Linked DNA regions of Mus musculus: regions 1 and 3 are each linked to region 2. A link is a contact called in public Hi-C data. All regions are on one chromosome and are shown on one strand. Each heading gives the region's core, a stretch centred on a gene start, on an enhancer-like site or on the middle of the called end of the contact. The rest is flanking DNA. Distances are from core to core; before and after follow the strand shown. Region 1 holds the start of Ptpn7 (protein tyrosine phosphatase, non-receptor type 7). Region 2 holds the start of Ren1 (renin 1 structural). Region 3 holds the start of Rabif (RAB interacting factor).

Evidence for each region. Hi-C and Micro-C count contacts between places; a contact is called where the count stands out from the background.
Region 1: a contact with region 2 is called in a Hi-C map of B cells, with 5 read pairs. The contact joins the promoter of Ptpn7 here to the promoter of Ren1 in region 2.
Region 3: a Hi-C map of B cells shows a contact between it and region 2, with 8 read pairs. The contact joins the promoter of Rabif here to the promoter of Ren1 in region 2. A contact is called at or near these places in 2 of 39 promoter capture datasets (cranial neural crest and maxillary cranial neural crest) and 1 of 484 Hi-C or Micro-C datasets (B cells).

Annotation. Positions count from the first base shown.
Region 1 is chr1:135,131,151-135,133,987 of GRCm38.p6, reverse strand. Ptpn7 (protein tyrosine phosphatase, non-receptor type 7) reads right to left here and starts at 1,288. Exons shown (of 10, transcript NM_177081.4): 1 at 1,198-1,288; 2 at 65-238. The coding sequence starts at 186. It also overlaps the pseudogene Ptprv.
Region 2 is chr1:133,349,391-133,352,090 of GRCm38.p6, reverse strand. It overlaps Ren1 (renin 1 structural), which reads right to left and starts at 1,417. Exons shown (of 9, transcript NM_031192.3): 1 at 1,294-1,417. The coding sequence starts at 1,385. RefSeq lists cis regulatory regions at 1,462-1,490, 1,485-1,614, 1,553-1,639, 2,004-2,026, promoters at 1,395-1,641, 1,410-2,700 and a silencer at 1,776-2,114.
Region 3 is chr1:134,493,294-134,496,086 of GRCm38.p6, reverse strand. It overlaps Rabif (RAB interacting factor), which reads right to left and starts at 1,448. Exons shown (of 2, transcript NM_145510.2): 1 at 1,278-1,448. The coding sequence starts at 1,403.

The DNA.
Region 1 (2,837 bases), core at 39-2,538, 1.8 Mb before region 2:
GAAAGAAGGAAGGGAAGGGACGGTGATCCAGGCCTAGGAAGATCCTCCCTGTGAAAGATCTCACCTCTCCTGCAGCCGCACATGCTTCTTGGCTGGAGCTTTGGTGGGTGGAGGCTGAGTCATGTCTGCCCCCAAAGACAAGGTCGGCAGCTGTGCTCTGGAGCGCCCCTCACAGGCCTGGACCATGCTGGGGTAGGTTGCTGGGCCCAAGGGAGGCTCATTCAGCCATGAGGCATGCCTGAAAGACAAGGTCCCGCGAAGGCCTCATTAGCTAGAAGAAGGCTTCTAGTCCAGGCCAGCCAGCTATTCCCTCAAGCAAGCGGCCCAACAGCTCTCTGTTGGGATGCAGGATAGAGGACAGTTAGGGGTTAGAGTAGAAGGAAGGTACTAGAGAGAATACAGGTATGGGGAAGATAGGAAGGAATCCAGAAGGAGGAAGAGAGAGGATACCCAAGTCCACAGGGCTCTAAGCTGGGGTCTGCATGAGGCCAACAGCCTGCTAACCACACAGAAGGAAAGGGAGAAAGCATACAGCTCTCTGAGTCTAGCCAGCTAGCAGGCTTCTCTATAATGAGAAATGGAGGCCTTGAGAAGCACTGGATCCAGTCAGGGATCCAGGCACGCTCCAACTTCTAGAAGGGTCTTCTCATTGTCGGCAGTTCCACTCCAAGATCAGTTGTGGCTCCTGGGGTCTCTGTCTAGGGCGGTAGCCCAGGGGTGTTTCCTCCCTCCTCCTTCCCATCCCCCAGTCTCCCGCCTCTGCAACCGTCACAGGAAATGGCCTCATCAAACCCTAGAGCGCCAGCGCATGGTGAGGCTACAGCTGGGGGTACAAGAGAGAGGGGGCATAGAGGTGATGAGGGCATCACCTTTTGGGGGCAGCCCCTGTCTCTCAGAGCTAAGGCATGGGTGACGTGGTGGTGGGGTTAGAGTCGCTAACCCATGGGGACAGAGCTTTGGGAGCAGTGTGGGCCCATGCAGGTGTGGCTGGGACAGTACTTGCCCACAACAGGAAGGGGCCTTTAGCCTCTCCTCTCCTGGCACTCTGTGTGGCTTCTTAGCCCTCCAGTCACAGGGACACCAGATATGTCACTTCTCATGCCCTGGCCAGGCATGGGAGCCCCAAACTCAATGCTTCTTCAACCCATCCTTGGAGCCCCCCATCCCACCCCAGGGCCATAGGATGTCTGTACTCACTTCAAGTACTTACTGAAGAAGCTATGTCCCCCAGGCTGCCTCTTGCCAGCTGTCTGTCAGTCCGTCTATCTTTGAGGACTGAGAGGTTTCAGGAAGCCAGCTTCCTCCCTCCGCCCCTCCTGGCTTCCACCCACGCACACCCAACTGCGGGCTGCCCTTCTGTGCCTGCCACAAGCTGCCACCAGGGGTCGGGTGCATCCTTCCTGTGCCCTCTAAGAGCAAGCGGCTGCTGTCCCGCCACCCTCACTGGATGCCAAGGCTCTGGGAAGCGGCGAGAGATGAGGCCTTCCCTGACCACCTCGGGCCTCCTCCTCTGGGTCCTCATCAAGTGCTGTCCCCCACCCCCACCTCTTCCTTGATAGCCATGGGGAACCTTCTGCTGCTCTTCTGGTTGTGACCTTGGCTAGAGACTTATTTCCACTTCTCAGCTTCTGCCCCTGTAAGCTTTGTTGCTTCAAAGCCTGGGAATTCAGGGCCAAACCCAGACCCCCAAACAGAGCAGATGTGTCACAGAGGTGCCATAGGGGGTGGCAGGGAAGAGGAGGCAGGAGTCCTTGCTCTGTACAGGAAGGAGAGGCCAGGGCTAGGCAGGAAAGCTTCTTTCCAACTCCCTGGCCCCTCAGCCTGCAGACATAGGCTTGTCACCAGAGAACAAGTATCAGAGCTTAACTGGAGAGGACTCTGGGGTGGCTTCCATAGCAGCCCCTCAGACTACCCCTCTGGGAGTGTCTTAGAACCCTGTATCTCCTCTGAAGACTTACAGATAGGTGAAGGCTGTGACCCTCACATCAGAGACTTCCCAGGTCCTCTTCACCAGGGGGCCACTTGGATGCTTGGGGTGTGGAAAGGGAGCAGTCCCCAAGTCTAGAACTCCACACACCCCCTACCCCCGCCTGGCTTTGCTAGGCCATTCGCTGGCCCTCAGCCCAACTGGTTCGTGGTTCATGCTTGCTTGCAAGACTCCTTCACTCTGTAATGTTCCCCAAAGCGTTCCTGGGCCCCACTGCTTGAATTCCACATCCTCTCTCTCTTCCTCCCACTTCTCCGATTCAACTGTCAAACGGGTGACACCGAAAAAGAGCTGCTGTGCAGTAAGCACAGGGATGGCACCTGAGGGGGGGGGAGGGGCTGCCCTTCTCTGGCCCACGGGGAGGAGGGGAGGACCAGGAAGAGCCTTTGAAGTCCTAGGGCTTGGGGCACCTGTCTTTGTTCTTGGCTGTAAGTCAGAGGGTGGTTCTCCCAGCCTCTCCATGGCTGGTTGGTTGGTTCTGGCTCCCTTTTCTCTGTGCCTGCTCTCCTGAGAGGACTAGGTGGGATTTCCTGAGGGGGAAGCTCAGTGGAGTTGGGAAGTGGTTGGCCCTGATGCCAGGATGAGATGACAGCAGCAGGAGCCTGGGAATCCCTGCACACCCGAGCACAGGGACAGGGAGACTGGGCTCTGCCTGGACCTCCCCACAGGAGCGTCTGCCCTGGCAGATAGTGGAGGGAGTGGGAGCAGAGTGGAAAGAGAGCCACCCGCCCTGGGGCCAGCTGTTGATTAGGATCAAGAAAAGGAAGTGAGGATACCACAGGGGCGGGGAGAAGGAAGTAGGCAAAGCCCTCCCCCACCGGTCTGCCTAGCATCCTCAGTTCACAGTGTT
Region 2 (2,700 bases), core at 168-2,667:
GTTCCCACAGCCCTAGAACTGCACTAAATGGCTGTTTCATCCTCCCTCGTGGGGCTGCCAGGAGCCTTCCCTTTCCTACACTCTGTGGTAATCCATGCTGTAACCATGGCTTCTTACACCGTTCCCCGCCTGGCATCGGAAGTGCTATGCGTATCCTCTCATCAAATCTTCAAAGCAGCCGGTGAAGCAGGCTCTGCTTTCATCCTGTTTTTGAATGGCGGACTGAGGATTGGTGAGATTAGCTTGCTGCTTACCCTCATCTGTTGCTAGTGAAGCTTTTCAACCCAAAATTTTCTTGCTTCTTTATTTTAATGTTTATTTTTCTCCGTAGCATTCATGATTTCCTTTAAGGGCCAAAAGCCATCTAATGTGCTTCCCCGGGTCAAATTAACCATGCTGATTACCGTCATCCAATCCTTAACTGACAACCAGCTTCCTTTTGCAGACAATCTGTTACTGCCTATCCCAGATACACAATTAACATGATATTTTCCTCCTTAGCCACCCAAAGCAGACTTAAAGGATGCCTTCCAGGACTACATTCCTCAAACACCCTTGCTTTTCTAGGATCCTAACAACGGGCCAGGATGTGCTCCCAAGCAAACCATTGCAGGCTTAACGTTCCCCATCCACCCTATGCAGACATCCTGCTGCTAGGGTTCTGCTCCTCTGCTGTGATTACCCCACAGGTTTATCCCCACAAAAGAAAAGGACAGTGCCTGCAGCCACAGATCCAGTAGAGACAGCGCTGTCTCCTGAGACCTGCAGACCACAAAGCTGCCTTCCTCCAGACACCTCATCTGACGGAAGACTCCCGAGACACACGCTGAGATCCAGAGACACGAGCTGAACCCCACAGAGGACAGACTTGAGGTCTTCCAGCTACAGATGAACTCTCTCGCCAAAGCCAAAGGGCTGCTGAACTTGGGGGAAGTTACATGATCGCAAGGAAAACTTAATGTCTATCTAGATTAATTAACTGATAGTCATGTTACTCCTTTGGCCTACATGTTTCTTCTGATACTTCCACTCCACCCAAAATTTTTACCACAAATGACACAATCACTCCAGTGACCCCTCCCTTTTAAAAAAGTAGTAGAAGGGGGAGTTGTGGTACCCCTTAATTATGGCCGTCCACTAGGGCTTTCGGCTAGTCCCTAGGATTGTCAGAGCAGGATCATACATCCCTGACTGGCTGGCCAAAAGGACTGGATGATCCAACGTATAGACAGCTGAGGGCGTTAGTAAGATGCCAGTTCCTGTACCCTGCCACCCCTTCTCTGCCCAAGTTACCGTTCAAAGGTAGCGGTGCGTGTTGGGAGACTGAAGGTGCAAGGACTCCAGAGCAACAAGAGTGCCCAGAGAGGCATCCTCCTTCTGTCCATCTGGTTCAGCCAAGGCTTTCTAAGAGCTGTGTAGCCCAGACCCCCTGAGCCTTCTTTTATACACACCATGTATCACAGGCTCTGCTTTGATTTATTACCCCAGGGCCTGTGGGACCATGAAAGGCAGCCTGTTTTCTGGCCAAGGACCCAGCTCCATAATTCTGTGGCCATCAGTCATGTAGGCTGTCCAGACTCCACCCCCAGAGTTACCTGGCTGCTTGCCTCCTCCTCTCTCTCTTGTCTCTCTCCTAAAGCTCTTGTTTTCTTACTCTTACCTTTCGCTCTCCTTCTCCCCCTTCCTTCTTCATGGCAATGACTGGCTTCTACTTCTCTACCTTCTCTCTCTCTCTTCTACAATAAAGCTCTAAAACCATAGACTACCTCCTTTCATCTAGACTCACCATGCTGGAGTCATGGAATAGGCCTTCCCCTGAAGAGCTTTATCTAATCTCCCCCAAGAAGGCCTCCCAGCATTTCCAGCTGCCAGACCACCCAGTGCCTTCCCCTGCTGTCTGCCCGCCCAGTCTCTCTGAGCTCTGGTGAGTCTCGCCCACCTCCTTTATTTCCCCACGCCAGGTGCCCAACAAGGCCCATGGCAGGGCAGCTCTGATAAATCTTAGCCTGTGAGACCAAGCTAGGTAGGTATAGGATAAGCAGGACCTGGTCACAGAGCAGAGTGGTGGCAGGCATGGGGGTGTGGGAAGGGTGGCTGAGCCCAATGACTCTAGAGTCCCTGTTTGGCCTGGCCCCGCAACCTCTAGCTTAGACAGAGTCTAATGAGGAACTGTGCTGTTCAAGCATGAGGTCAGGGTACAGACAGCATAGACCCTGGCTTCAAACCTCTAACTCAGACCCTACCACTCATGCCCCTGAGCCTGCATCTTCTATATTAACCTTCAAATCACCCCTGGCTGGCTCCTCCTAGGCTCTGCCCTAGTCTTCCATCTTGATCATGGGTGATTCCTTTTGGCTGCTGCCTAGTTGGAAAAGTAACCTGTCATCTAACCTCTGGCATCAGGGAGAGGGGTGGGGTGTCCCCTCCTGGGGTTAGTGATAGTGGACAGAAGGGTAGCTCTAAAAGAAAGGAGGTCTCAAGCGCAGCTGGCTTCCAGCTGACCCCCTCCTACTGGCCCTTCACTCCCTTAGACCTATCCTTTTGCCCCCTTCCTTCTTCCCTGTACCCTCTCAGAAGCCTGGCAGAGCTGTCGAAGTGACCTGACCCTGGCTGGCAGTATTTACTCTCCCTAAGGTACCCACTCTACCCTTCTTCCTGATTATTTCTCAGGGACCACTTCAAATGGCCCATCAATTCTAC
Region 3 (2,793 bases), core at 199-2,698, 1.1 Mb before region 2:
TTACAAAATAAGTGGAGAACTCTACTACCTGTCCGAGTAGTTCTTATTAAAACGGACTTCCACCCACTCCACAGACAAGGCCATCAGAACACGCTCTTGCAGCAGACACTGCTGTATGTGACTCTCCACCACTTGAAAGAACAGTGGCTTCTTACAAACCATTTATAATGAGGGTCTGAAAGCAATTTAGTTTGTACTATCCAATAGGATCGCATGTTACACTTAAAAAAAAGGGCTCAGAAACTTTTTTTTTCTTTCAGTTTTCTCATTGGGGTGATGGTGGTTTAAGACACTTATTTTAAAACCCTACCATACGCGGCTCATACCTTTAATCCCTAGCAGTGGGGAGTCCAGGTGGACCTCTTAAGTTAGAGGCCAGCTGGGTCTACAGAGCAAGTTCCAAGCCAGCCAAGGCTACATAGGGAGACCCTGTCAAACAAACAAACAACTTAAACACACATACACACACACACACACACACACACACACACACACACACACACACACACACGGGGGTGGGGGACCCTTAGGATTCAGATTCCAGATTACCTCTTATCATCAGGAGTGTGCTTTCTCTTTCACTTTAATTAAAATTTAACTTTATAAACCTTTCACACACACACACACACACACACACACACAAAATCCTACATGAAAAAGTCCTAACTGCAAGAAAAGAATGGTTAACCTTCGAAATCTATTCGAAATGCCTCGTCCTGGGAATTGTATCTCGGGGGACTTAGAAAAGTTGGGTACTAGCAGTCACTCGGTGTGAATTCTCTCCACCAAACTTGATCCTGGAGCTCCTCTGGGGAGAAGCAAATGAGACAAGTAGGGACTGAAAGATGGATAAAAGCTATGGTGGGAAGGAAATCCAGTGATTCTTAGGTGCCCTGGGGCGACACCGAGTGGTGGCTGGAGATACACCTGCGGGGTACAGCAGGTTAGCCAGAGCTCCAGGAAACAGGGGGCTAGGGTTCGTCCCTTAGCTCGCGCAGGATACCCAAAGCCTGGGGGCGGGTGGGCCGCCTAGGACAGGCACACCCTCTGAGGGAGTACTCTGCGAGAGAGAACAGTTTAGGGGACCAGGCAACTGTGCCTCGACACGAGGGTCCCAGTCCCCAACCAAGCCAGTGGGCGGGGCCTCACGACGCGGGGAGGGGCAAAGACGCGCAAGGAAGGGCGCGGTCTCCGGAAACCTGGGAACCAGGAGCAACCCGGAGCCGCTGGGTCGCTCAGGACAGCGCGACTCTAAGCAGCATCAAGCACTTTCCTACCTGCCGGCGAGAGAAAAGAGCAGTCCCTGGCTGCAGCACCCGAGAGCCACAACGCTGGCACAGCACCGCCTTCCGGTTCCGGCCCTCGGCTGACACGAGCTCGTTCTGCAGCTCGCAGGGTTCCATCGCCGTGCCGCCACACCATCAGCCACAACGGCGCACGCGCGATCTGAGCTGGCTCACCCGGAACTACGCTGGCGCAGGTCCCTGGGGGCGCCCCGCCCGTGCCTCTCGCTGTACCTCTGCGCAGGCGTCTGAACTCTATTGCGCAGGCGCCTTTCTCTATTGCCGGACGGAAGTGTCAGGAGTTACTTGTGACAATCCTTTTTCACTATACCTGGTCTCCCAGGCGCCCTTAATATTGGCCTAAGCAAATCACTATGGCTAGCCTTACCACTAACTCTTGGGATATTTCCCTTGCCTCATGAGTAGATGGCGATAATTCGGGTCAGGTCACACCTCAGCAAGATTTAGATACAAAACAATTGCTTTCTATGTAAGAAGTATGTATAATGCTTAGTACATTTAGTGTTGCGAAAAGTGTGATAATATTAAGCCTAGACTAATAGTGGCCATTTATTAGGTAGCAAAGCGTTGCTTATAGTAATTTTGAAAACGTCATTTCCTTAGAGGGTATGCCCTCGGGCATAATACAGGAAGAAGGCTAAGGTTTGCAATGTGTATAGGACATCAGAACGAGGGAATTAAGCCACCTTACTGTTCTAGAATGCAGTCTTGCTCCCCTGTTAGTCCCACATTACATGATGATGGACATTGTGTATGTGAGAATAGTAACCTGAGAAGGTCATAGACTCAAATATAATAGAACAATTTCAGAAATGGATTAGGAAACAGCTGTCTAGGATGTTGGGTCTTTTATCTCTGTATTTGTTTTTCAAGGCAGGGTTGCTCTGTGTAGCCCTGGTTGTTCTCAGACAGATCTGGCCACCTTAGCTGGGATTAAAGGCATGCACAACCACTGCACACCCACTTATTTATTTAAAGATATTTTTTATAAGTGTTTGGCTTACATGTAAGTGCATTGTGTTTGCGCCTGTGGAGACCAGAAGAGGGCACAAGATGTCTGGAACTGGAGTTACTGACTGTTGTAACCTTCCACATGGGTGCCAGGAACCCAGCCCAGATCCTCTGAAAGAACAGTCATCAGCTGGCACTCAACCATGACTCATCTCTCCAGGCCCCGTAGGTATCATTTTAATTAACCATTTGGTTGTCAGGAATGAAAGATTTTAGACACAGGGTACACTAGAAAAGGATCAAATTTAAAGCTGGGCAATGGTGGCACAGCCTTTAATCCCAGCACTTGGGAGGCAGAGGCAGGCAAATTTCTGAGTTCGAGGCCAGCCTGGTCTACAGAGTTAGTTCCAGGACAGCCAGGGCTACACAGAGAAACCCTGTCTTGAAAAAAACAAAAACAAAAACCAAACAAACAAAAAAAGGGATCAAACTTAAGAATGGTTTGTAAACCAGCGACTAAAGCATATTTCTGCGTAGA